Linked DNA regions of Arachis hypogaea: region 1 is linked to region 2. Evidence: chromatin contacts called from public Hi-C data. All regions are on one chromosome and are shown on one strand. Each heading gives the region's core, a stretch centred on a gene start, on an enhancer-like site or on the middle of the called end of the contact. The rest is flanking DNA. Distances are from core to core; before and after follow the strand shown.

Region 1 (5,093 bases), core at 1,073-3,572, 420 kb before region 2:
GTTGGTGGTAGAGACATTCGTCTTTCAAAATTTGTTCTGCTAAAGGAGGATATTCTTGGTTATTTGGTCGAGATAATTCATGTGATTTATCGATAAATTAGAACTGAGTGTGGAAACTGAGAATTTCAGGAAAAATTCACCTCGTTTGGTTGACCATTTTCCCCAAGCATTGCAAACAACTATTTTTAGATTTCAATTATGTCTCGCTCCCATAGATTCTTTTCAAAGATGTTAGCATCGATTGGAAACAATTTTTCACTGTCTTCAGGATTGTAATCGAACCTGTGATGTATGGAGTCAATTGGGAGTTCTAACATTTCCTTCTTTCAAAACTATCACTCATTTTTCGTTGGTTCCAATGGAACTGAGAGTATGCGTCAATTCACTTTCCTTGTAGGCCTTTGGAGCATTTGGCTAGATTGGAATGATTTAGTTAACGATAGAAACTATATCTTCTGTCATAAAAGATGTTTATCGTTCTCGTTATTTGGTAACAGAATTTATATCGGCTGCTTTACTGTCATGTCTTGTTTTGTGTCCAACTCCTTTATCTATATGTGGACACATTCTCAAGTTAGGTTTGTCAAATTAAATTTTGATAGGAACTTTTTTGAAGATGTTGCAAGAGCTAGATTTTGATGTTTAATTAGAGGGTGTTCTAGTCAAGTTTCAGAAGTTAATATATTGAGAGCTGAACTTTTTGCTATTTAGTGTGCAGTTCTTTCTAGTTAATAATTGAAAAGTGCCGAAAGATCATACAGAGAAGAAATTTTGAACTAAAGCAACAAGAACATGGGTTGTCCATTTTGTTCTAATTCAAAGGAATACTAATAAAATTGCAGACTTGATAGTAAAACGAGGTGCACAATTAGATTCTGATATGGTTCTATAATTTCAACTATAATGAGTGATTGCGGTTCTTCTAAACCTACTTTTATATAATTTCTTAATTTCTATTTGCTTTGTGTTTCTGTTTTCGTTTCTCTTCCTTTACTTTGTTTAAAAAAAAAAATGCTCAATGCAAGACGAGCATCAGTACGATACTAATACACATGCATACATACAGATATTTTGCTAATTAAATCAATTATTCAATTGCTAAATAAAGTTTATCATTGCTTCGTTGAACTATCAAGTATCAACTATATCATTTATGATTTATCCCTTAGGACATTATATTCATATACAAACTTTTGGACGGTGTGATTTTATATATTTCCCTAACAAACTTTCATCCTTTTCTTTTTTTTTTTTCATTTTTCTTTTTTTTCCTCTATATCCAATTTCAAATTCCACTACACACCTTTAAAATTAAAACTCACAACATTTTCTATATATTAAAGGAATTTTGAAAAATAAAAAAGGCAAGAAAAGAAATTAAATGTTCATACCAAACCGGATGCATCAGGAAGACCTTGATGAAAATCATGATGATCTCTTGCCGGAGCAGATGAACTGGGGCGCTTTCTGCCAGCGCCGGCGACGATGGAGCGGCAAATTGGGCAATTCGTGTGGTTGCTGAGCCACAAGTTGATGCAATCAGCGTGAAACGAATGCTTACAATCGCTAAGTTGCCGGAGTTTCTCGCCGTCGGCGAAAGCCGACAAGCATACCGGACACTCGCCGCCGATCTCCTTCACGTGAGAGTCCTTCTGGTACCGAAATTCAGCAACAGCGGTGGCGATGACGCTGTCCCCGTCGCGGGACTCACTGGAATGCTCGCCGGAATTTCGCTCCGGTTGCCGGCGGCAAGACGGGCAGCCGTAGGCGAAGATAAAGGTGTAGATTACGGCGGGCAGTGTGACCATGGCAACGATGGCGAGGAGGAATTCGAGGGGAGAGAGGTCGAAGGAGCTCGAACCGCCCGGAAAAGGCGGCGGCGGGGTATTAAGGATCGCAATTTGAGCGGGGGAGAGCGGAGGAGCATAGAAAACAAGCTGCGATGATGGTGGTGGTGGCGACAGCGACGGTGATGGAGTGTGAGTGATGGTGGTGGTGGTTCGCTTGTCCATGATTGGGGTTCAAGAAGATAAGTGAGCAGTAGTGTGACTAATAATAGTAAGAATTATTATTATGTGGTTATGCTTTAGGTTGTGTTTGGTTTTGATTGTTACTTATTTATTTATTTATTTAGGTTTTGGTCTTCCTGTGATAATTTTTGAGTAAAAAGTGGTTGGGAATTGGAGAAGTTTGTCTACTTCATTTGTTAGGGTGATGACAGTGATAGCTCTTTGTGGATGGCGGTGTTTGTTTCTTAGGAGTGTATTTTTTTAGTGTCCAATAATTGATTAGGGTGATGTATGTGGAGTAAATGAATTTCTTTTGTGACTGAGGTATCTTCTCCTTCAAATTGTATCATATACGTTGACATTTCACCATTTTAGGACGGAGTAACAGAGGAAGCTATTATTTGTGCAATAAAATTAAGAAGACAAACAAAATAATTAAAATTATTTTATTTAATATTTATTAATTTATTTTAGTTATCAAATATTTTTATTATTTGTGTAATAATATTATAATAAACAAAAATAACATTTATTTTTCAGACTAAAACCAAATTAATAAATGTTTTTCTTAGGTTATAAGAATATAAAAAGAAATAACTTTAGAGACAAAAGTAAACGTATGTGTATTTAATGTTAGTGTACAGTACTGATTTAATCATCTTAATTTTATGCTCAAACATTTAAAATGTTTTATTTTTATTTAAAATATTTTATTTTATTTTAGGTTTTTAATTAAAATTAAAATTTTTCTTTTAAAATATTCTTTCTTTGATTTTAATTTTTTTATACATAACAACAAAAATCGTAATTATAATAGCCAGTTGTTGCAAAATAACAGAATAATAAGAGAAAAAATATAATAAGAGATGAAAATACTTATTTTTAAAATAAAAACTTTAATTTTAATTAGAAGATTAAAATAAAATAAAATAAAATATTTAGAATAAAAATAGAATGTTTTGAATATTAGAGACGAAATTAAGATTTAGCCTAAATATTAAGAAATAAAAGAATATTTTATTCTTAATGTCATAAAAAGTTTCAACTGATAAAACTTTTATATTTTTGTATTTTTTATAAATAGTTAGTAGCAAAATTTATTTTATAAAAGTTAAATTTCGAATTTAGTGTTAAGGATTGTTAATAATATAGATTTTACGCTTAAAGTTCTCAAGTCTCAATTTTACTTATGGATAATGGTTGTTTTGGGAGTTACTTGAAACTGGGTCGTATTTAAGCCTAAACGTGAGGTCCAGACTCCTTGTGAGACAGCGCTCGACTTGTCTTGTGTTAAGTGGTCGCCGTCCGAGTTCTTAGTGAGGAGATGGGAGATAGTACCTGCAAGACACTCCAATACTTAAGTTAGCAAGGGTACAAGCAGGTTTATAGTAGATTGGATCTTAAGTATACCTGAGAGGTATCAGTGTATTTATAGGTGATGAGCCAATAACCACCATTGGAGTAGTTTCACCTTTGTCTGCAGGTAATCGTCCCCTTTATTTAGGGGTTGTTAAGATATCTCTTCTAAAAGTGGGTGAGAGATCGTAAGGATTAGGTTTAACTCCTTCAGGAGGGAGTTATCACTTGTTAGCATTCTGTCCAACCTCTTAAGAGGTCGGCTACTTGATAACTCTCTTATGGGCTTTTTCTGTTTTGGGCCTGGCTTAAGTTTTAAGCCAGGGTATGAACAGTGTCCTTGTTTGAGTCCGACCTTTTACTCAGGTCGTACTCAAGCATATGAGAAGTTGGACAGGTGTTGGTAAGTAGGATTATCACGTCGGGATTTTTAGGTCTCTGTCTTCAAGTTGGAAACCCGACGTGATTTTAAAACGTCAACCGTCGCATCTGTTGGGTTTCAATTTTAACATGTTGGGTGCGGTTACATTGGTAACCGTGCACGTCATTGAATGAGGGAGGGGTTTTACATTTTTGCCCCATGGGTCTTATAAATACCTCTCCCTCTTCTCACTCTTCTTTTTTCGTTTCCTCTTATTCTGTCTTAAGCTTTTCTTCTCTCAAGCTTTCTTCTTTTGTTTTCTCTCTACAAAGAACTTCCTTCTTGTGTTTTCTTTCTAGTGCTGAGCGTTTTATCGTGCTGCTCCTTGAGGCGTTAGGATCGTTTGTTTGCTTTTTGCTGTTTGCAGGTGTCCTTCGTTTCTTCCTCCAGGTTGGTTTTGTATCTTTTCTTTTTTTTTCCTGTCTACATTCACTATGTGGTTGGCCTTGTTTTTTTGTGAACTTTTTGTGTATTTTTTAGGACTGAAATCTTGCATAAACGTAAAATCTTGTTTGTTGCTGTTGCTGTTTTTGGATTTGTTGTTTTCGTAGCTTTTTTCCTTTTCGTACTTTCATGGAAGTTGGTTCTTTCGTATTTTTTTTTTGGTTTACTGCACTACTGTGATACTGTAGTTGTTTCCTTTGTGTGTTTTGATGCTCCTAAATAAAATTTTTTGGCTTTGGGAGACAATTTCATTTTTCTTTTTCCAGAGATGCTCCCTCTGTGTTTGCTGTTGATTCTTTTTGTCTGAAAAAAGGCTTTCTGCTTGTTTCTGACTTGTAGTGATGAGTTTCTGACTTATAGTGATAATTTTTGTTTTATAATATAGGTATATCTCTTTTATATGTCTCGTTCAATTGTCTCGAGAATGTCATCCAAGGTACCCAAAGAGTTGTCGAGATGGGTAGATATCTCGGTCCTTTCTGCAGTTCCCGTAGTAGATAACGTGTTTGTAGATGAATTTCGTAGGCACCATAGGGTTTGTAGCTCTAGGGATGGCGAGGAAAAGTAAGAAATAGTAGTCTCCGACCCGGAAGACCGAGTTTTCTTTAACCGAGTTACCATGTCGAAACCCCACTTTCTCTTCATGTATGACTGCCTTTTTACCCGACTTGGGTTGATTTTTCTATTTTTCAATTTTGAAATCGATGTCTTGTCTTTCTGTAAAATGGCTCTCACCCAACTTCACTCGAATTCCTAGGATTTTATGAAAATCTATCAGCTCGTGAGTCGTGAGCTTGATTTTTCGATCTCTTTGAAGATCTTTTTCTTCTTATTTCAGCTCACAAGACCTTTCAGTTCTACCA
Region 2 (5,660 bases), core at 1,515-4,014:
CAGCTGCAGCCCAAGAACCTCACTATGTTCTTGTGGCGAATCGAGCCGAGTGTCTTCACCTCGGCCGAGAAGGAATCGCGAACTCCACAGTTACTCGCCGGCTTGTCACTTTGGCAGTCATATCTTGAAGCCATTGTCGTTGGCCAGAGCTTCTTCACAGCGATGACATCGCCGTTTTCCATTTCGGCTTTGTAAACAACTCCTGAACATCCCTTTCCAATTATGTTGGACTCTACCAAACACTTCAAGACTTGATCAACCGAGAAATTGAGCTTTTGGAACGGCGTAAAGTGCCACGGCAACGAGTTTCCTCCAATCTCAGAATCATTGCCATCTTGAGCAACTTTCCTCGCTCGAATGATTGTCGCGATTCCAAATATTGCCAATGCAACAATCAAAGCGCTTAGAAGTCCGATTGCGAGTTTGATTCTCTGTGACCTCTTGGAATTAGTACTATGCAGCATTGTTGTCATTGCAGCATTACTGATGAAGCAAGAATCATGGCCGTTGGGACACAAGCCTTGATTCCCTTCGAAATCCGTCGGCAATAACTGGCGGAATAGCTTGCTGTCCGGTAAATAACCGGAGAATTTATTGTATGAGATATTCATAGAAACAAGATTTTGAAGCCCTGCAAATGCTAACAAGTCTCCTTCAAGCAAATTATGCGAAATGTCCAAAATAGACAACTTATTCAAAGCCGAAATCTGAGGCGGAACTATTCCAGACAATGCATTGTGACTCAAGTTAAGAGCAATGTCTAGCGCTTCGATTTCGAATAGTTCTTCTGGTATGCTTCCTGAGAATTTATTGCTGCTAAGGTCTAAAAGCTGAAGACCAGAACACCGTCCAATCGAAGAGGGAATCGATCCGGAGAACGAATTTTGCCTAACAATGATTCTAAGCAGAGAAGCCAGTTCGCCAATGTTCATCAAAAACTCGCCGGAGAAATTGTTCATCGAGACATCCATGACTTCAATCCTTGTAAGAGAGGATAAAGAACTCGGCAAAGCGCCGGAAAGCGAGTTATTGCTAAGGTTGAGCATTTGAAGTTCCTTGCAGTTACCGATATTCTCTGGTACTAACCCTGTAAGATGATTTTCAGAGAGATCAAGGAAGCTGAGGTTGTTAAGGAATCCAATTTCACTTGGAAGCTGGCCTGTGATTCTGTTTTTAACGAGCCGGAGGCGAACAAGGGAGCTGCAGTTACCAATCTCTGCTGGAATTTGGCCGGAGATTTGGTTCGAGATAAGGAGAAGCTTTGTTAAGTTCTGAAGCTGAAACAAACTTGGAGGTAATCCACCAGTGAGTGAATTGTATGATAAATCCAAAGCTTGAAGGCTTCTACAACCGCCTAACGCCAAAGGAATCGCTCCTTCGAGCTTGTTCTGCCATGCAAAAAAAACTTCAAGCATCTCTAGTTTTCCGATCTCCGGTGGAATTGAACCGGAAATCTCATTTGTATCTAACTGCAACTGAACAAGGTTCGTCAAGTTTGAAAGGACTTCAGGAATTGAACCTGAAATGTTGTTGTTACTCAGCATAAGCTCTTCGAGGTTCGAAAGATTCCCCAAACTTCGCGGTATTGTTCCTGAGAGAGAGTTCAAGGAGACATCAAGAATCTTCAAGCTTATGCAGTTTCCAATTTCTTTGGGTATGCTGCCAAAGAAACTGTTCTGCCATAGCAGCATCTTTTCAAGCTTCTGGAGCTTCCCTAACTCCTTCGGAATCGAACCGGAGAGATCGTTCTCATAAAGAAACAAGTTCACAAGCTCAGAACAGTTTCCAATCTCAGCTGGAATCTCACCGGAAAGCATAGTACTATAAATTGAGATAGTTTGAAGCATGGATAGTTTTCCCAACGAAGAAGGTAACGAACCCGAAACCTTGGTATCTGCAAGGCCTAAAACGGTTAGATTATTGCAGTTACCAATAGCTTCTGGAATCTTCCCAACAATGTCCTTGTTCCCTCCAGCTCTTATCGTTTCAAGATTCAAAAGGCTTCCAAGCTCAACTGGAAGCTCGCCGCTGAGGCTATTATCGAAAACATTGAGATTCTTCAGGCTAACACAGTCACCAATCTCCTTTGGGATTGGACCTGTGAGCTGGTTTGAGTTTAAGGTTAAGTTTTGAAGGTTCTTGAGGTTTCCAATGGTCGAAGGAATGGAACCAACAAGAGCATTTGAGCTGAGATCAAGAACAGAAAGCGAAGCGAAGTATCCGATATCCGGGGAGATAGGTCCGGTGAGATTGGCACCGGAGATGACGAGTTTTCGAAGAAAGGGAAGGGAAGAAGAGAGGTTTGAAGGAAAAGGAAGGGCTAACTGTATAGCTTGAATGTTTATCTCTATGACGTGGTTGTCTACGGAGCATTTGACGCAGGACCAGTTGCATGGTGTAGGGTCTCGAAGGTTCCAGTCTGAGAGTGGTGAAGGAGTTTTGGAGGAACCGTTTTTGAGCCATGAAAGCAAAGCTAGAGCTTCATTATTATTATTGTTTGAAGAGGAAGAAGAAAGAGGAGGGTTTGTTAGTGTGAGAAAGAGTAAGAAGAGATGGAGAAGAAGAAGGTGGTTGAGAGATTGCCTCGGCATTTGGTGGTGGTGGCTCAAGGCTTGCCTCGGCATTGGCATTGGCATTGGCATTGACATTTGCCTCAAAACTCCAGCCATGGCAAGTCTCTAGTATTTGCATACTGCGTATATCGCTCGCTCTGTCCTCAAACCTCCTTTTTGGAGAAATTATTGGGACACCACTCTCTTTTTTCGTGTATATATATATATATATATATATATATATAGTTTTAGGGATGAACTAACATGTACTCTAAAGACACATGATAAACTTACTGTAAAATTCTTATAATACTCTTACTCTTTTTTTATTTCAAACCAAATCCTAATCCTCTCATATATACTCTTACTCTTTTTTTTTATTTTAAACCAAATTTTAATTCTCTCCTAACACACACCCCGCTGAAAATGAAAGAAAGAAAAAGAGAAAGGAAAAACACAGAGGGAGAAGAAAGGAAGAAAAAGGAGAGAAGCAGGATGATGCCAATGGGGGCATGCCGTTGTTGTTGTCGTCGCTGTGGCTGTGCATGGAGGACTGTCGCCGTCGCTGAGGGAAGTACGAACAAAGAGAAGAGAACGCGCAGAAGAGAGAGAGGCGCAATGAATAGAGGAGGGAGGTTCCGTCGCCATCACTACCAGAGTCCTAGGCGTCGCCGTCGAAGTCAGCCTTGCAGTCATCGTCGTAGTTGCAGATTTGGAGCTTTGAAGAGAGAGAAAAGAGTTTGCGGAGAGAGAGAAACGCCAAGGAGAAAGGACCATCTGCTGCTGCGTTGTTCCTGTTGCCGTTCGGATTTACCTGAACCAAGCCATCGTCCTTGCTGCCGGAGTTGTTGGTGCTACTAGAGCTGAACCGTTCCTGTCACCATTCCGGTCCAGCCTTTTTCCCTGATTCTGCTCTAGCTTTGATGTCCTATTATGCCACCATCTAATATGTCTTGTCCTTGTTTTATTCGATTTTAATTTTGCTCTGTTTTAGATTCCTAGAACTATCGCTAGCTCCATTTTGTCACTACTCCGATCCAAATTATGCGCTCATTCGTTTCCTTCTACTTCAATCCTCCTCACCTTGAATTTGGCACTTCGGTTTCGGTATCTTCGGTCCCTTAGGACCACACGTTGTGAGTACGCTCTACATTTATAACCGTCAATCTTTTGGTTTATGCTATTCTGAAGTTTTAATTATATTTATAAAACCATTGTTGAAGAACTTTAATTTGATTAAAATAATTGATTTATTATAGTTGAATAATTATTTTATGAAGTTCATACCTTAGAAATTTTACATGAGACTATATATATGTTTGATAAAATTTTATATTATTTTAGAATATTTGATTTTACCTTAATATATTTTTTGAAGTATTGAAGTATTTGTTGGCACTCACTTACTTTAAAATTGTGGAATATGTTTCTATAATTAAAAAAGTACGATTGGAAAAAACTTCTAATGAGAAAGTATTATCTGATTTGATTTGATTCGATACCTTATATATTTGAAAGATAAAAGATTTATTGTATTTGAAACTATATGTTTTGAATTGGTTTGGGATGTTCGTATTAGAAAATCGTAGTTAACTGCGATTACGACGTTAATTTAGATGCATCTGATTCAGACACCAGCTAGCAATGATGTTGCTAGCCTAACGTATAGGTCACACGTTAGATCTGTTATTCTGTTAGAACACATAAGAGGAAAGGGCTACCCAGAGAAGTCGAGCCACCCATGTGTTGACTTTTGATTTGATTTCTGTATGAGAGCTCCCTTATTGATTCATTTATTATTATTAACTATTATTTTCTAATTAAAATTACTTTGATAATAATGTTTATATAGTCTCATGTCGATTTTAGATGTATTGTCTAGTTACTGAATTGCAAAACTCACCCTGTTTTTCTAAAAATATTTTTCAAAAATAAATATTTGACTATGTGAGACTTTCTATTCAAGAGTAACGATCTGCAATGAGTACCTATTCTTTGTTGAGTTCCTAGATGTATATGCAAGTAATAGTAAGCAGGATCCAACCATTCGTAATTATTTTATTTTTTTGTTAAAAATATATAACTATTTATTTTAGAACTTGTAAAATATTTGTAACTTTCTTATTCACCTTATATTTGATTATGTTAGGCTTGCTATGTGATTATTTTCCTGAGCGCCGATCATGGCTCATTTTGGGTTGTGACACTTACCATTAGTAGAAGGTTTTAAAATTTTTTATTTAATAAATACAAAACAAATACATTAAAAATTTAAATTTTTTATATTTCCAATAAAAAAATTTTAATTTATAATTTTAACCTATGTCTTTAGGATACATGATAGATAAAAAAGTTGGTGTTCTGAGGGTTACCTGAAACATTGATTTTGAGCTTGAACATGAGATCCAAACTCCTTCTAAGGCAGCATCCAACTTGTTCTTACGCCGAGGTGTCGCCGTTTGAATTCCTCGTGAGAAGGTAAGGGGTGGTACCTGCAAGAGACTCCGATACTTAAGTTAGCAAGGACTTTTGACAGGTTTTAGTAGATTAGAACGTAAAATATTAATAAAAGGGGACAAAATACTCCAAAGTAAATGGTGATAGCAATGCATATGTACTGTACTCAAAATTGAGTTGCATGAATATGAGGAAAACATAGTTAATGGGTAGTTAGATTTTGTATTGTGATTACATGATTGTCTTAAGTTAGGTAGGAAGTTTGGGTTAATCAAGGATTCAGATTTTAGTCCAATTAACCAAATACAATCCTATCTTGACCCTAACCCCATTACAACCCTTAAAAGACCTCTTGATATGTGTATCTATGCTTTAAATCTTTGTTGATTGGTAGAAGAAGAGCGAGTCTTAGAAAGCAAGATTAGTAGAGAATTGAGAGAATCGAACCTTAAACACTAGAGTGATCAGAGTGTATACACTTCCGGTGAGGGTTCGATGCTCGATTCTTTGTTCCCGGCTTTCATGAGCTTTCTTCTTACAAGCTTACTTGTACTTTATTGTGTGATTTGAATTAGTGGAATCTAGTTATGCTCGTCTTGGAGAATTTTTTTACTTTTAACCAAGTGGATACAAGCATTTTGCATGTAATTG

What was found. A called contact is a pair of places that touch in the nucleus more often than the background predicts.
Region 1: a contact with region 2 is called in a Hi-C map of leaf, with 2.2 times the contacts expected there. The contact joins the promoter of LOC114925594 here to the promoter of LOC112747687 in region 2. A contact is called at or near these places in 2 of 8 Hi-C or Micro-C datasets (leaf and an unstated tissue).

Annotation. Positions count from the first base shown.
Region 1 is chr2:71,364,084-71,369,176 of arahy.Tifrunner.gnm2.J5K5, reverse strand. It overlaps LOC114925594 (RING-H2 finger protein ATL33-like), which reads right to left and starts at 2,322. Exons shown (of 3, transcript XM_072218742.1): 1 at 1,392-2,322. The coding sequence starts at 2,012.
Region 2 is chr2:70,947,062-70,952,721 of arahy.Tifrunner.gnm2.J5K5, reverse strand. LOC112747687 reads right to left here and starts at 2,764. Exons shown (of 2, transcript XM_025795853.3): 1 at 1-2,764. The coding sequence starts at 2,669.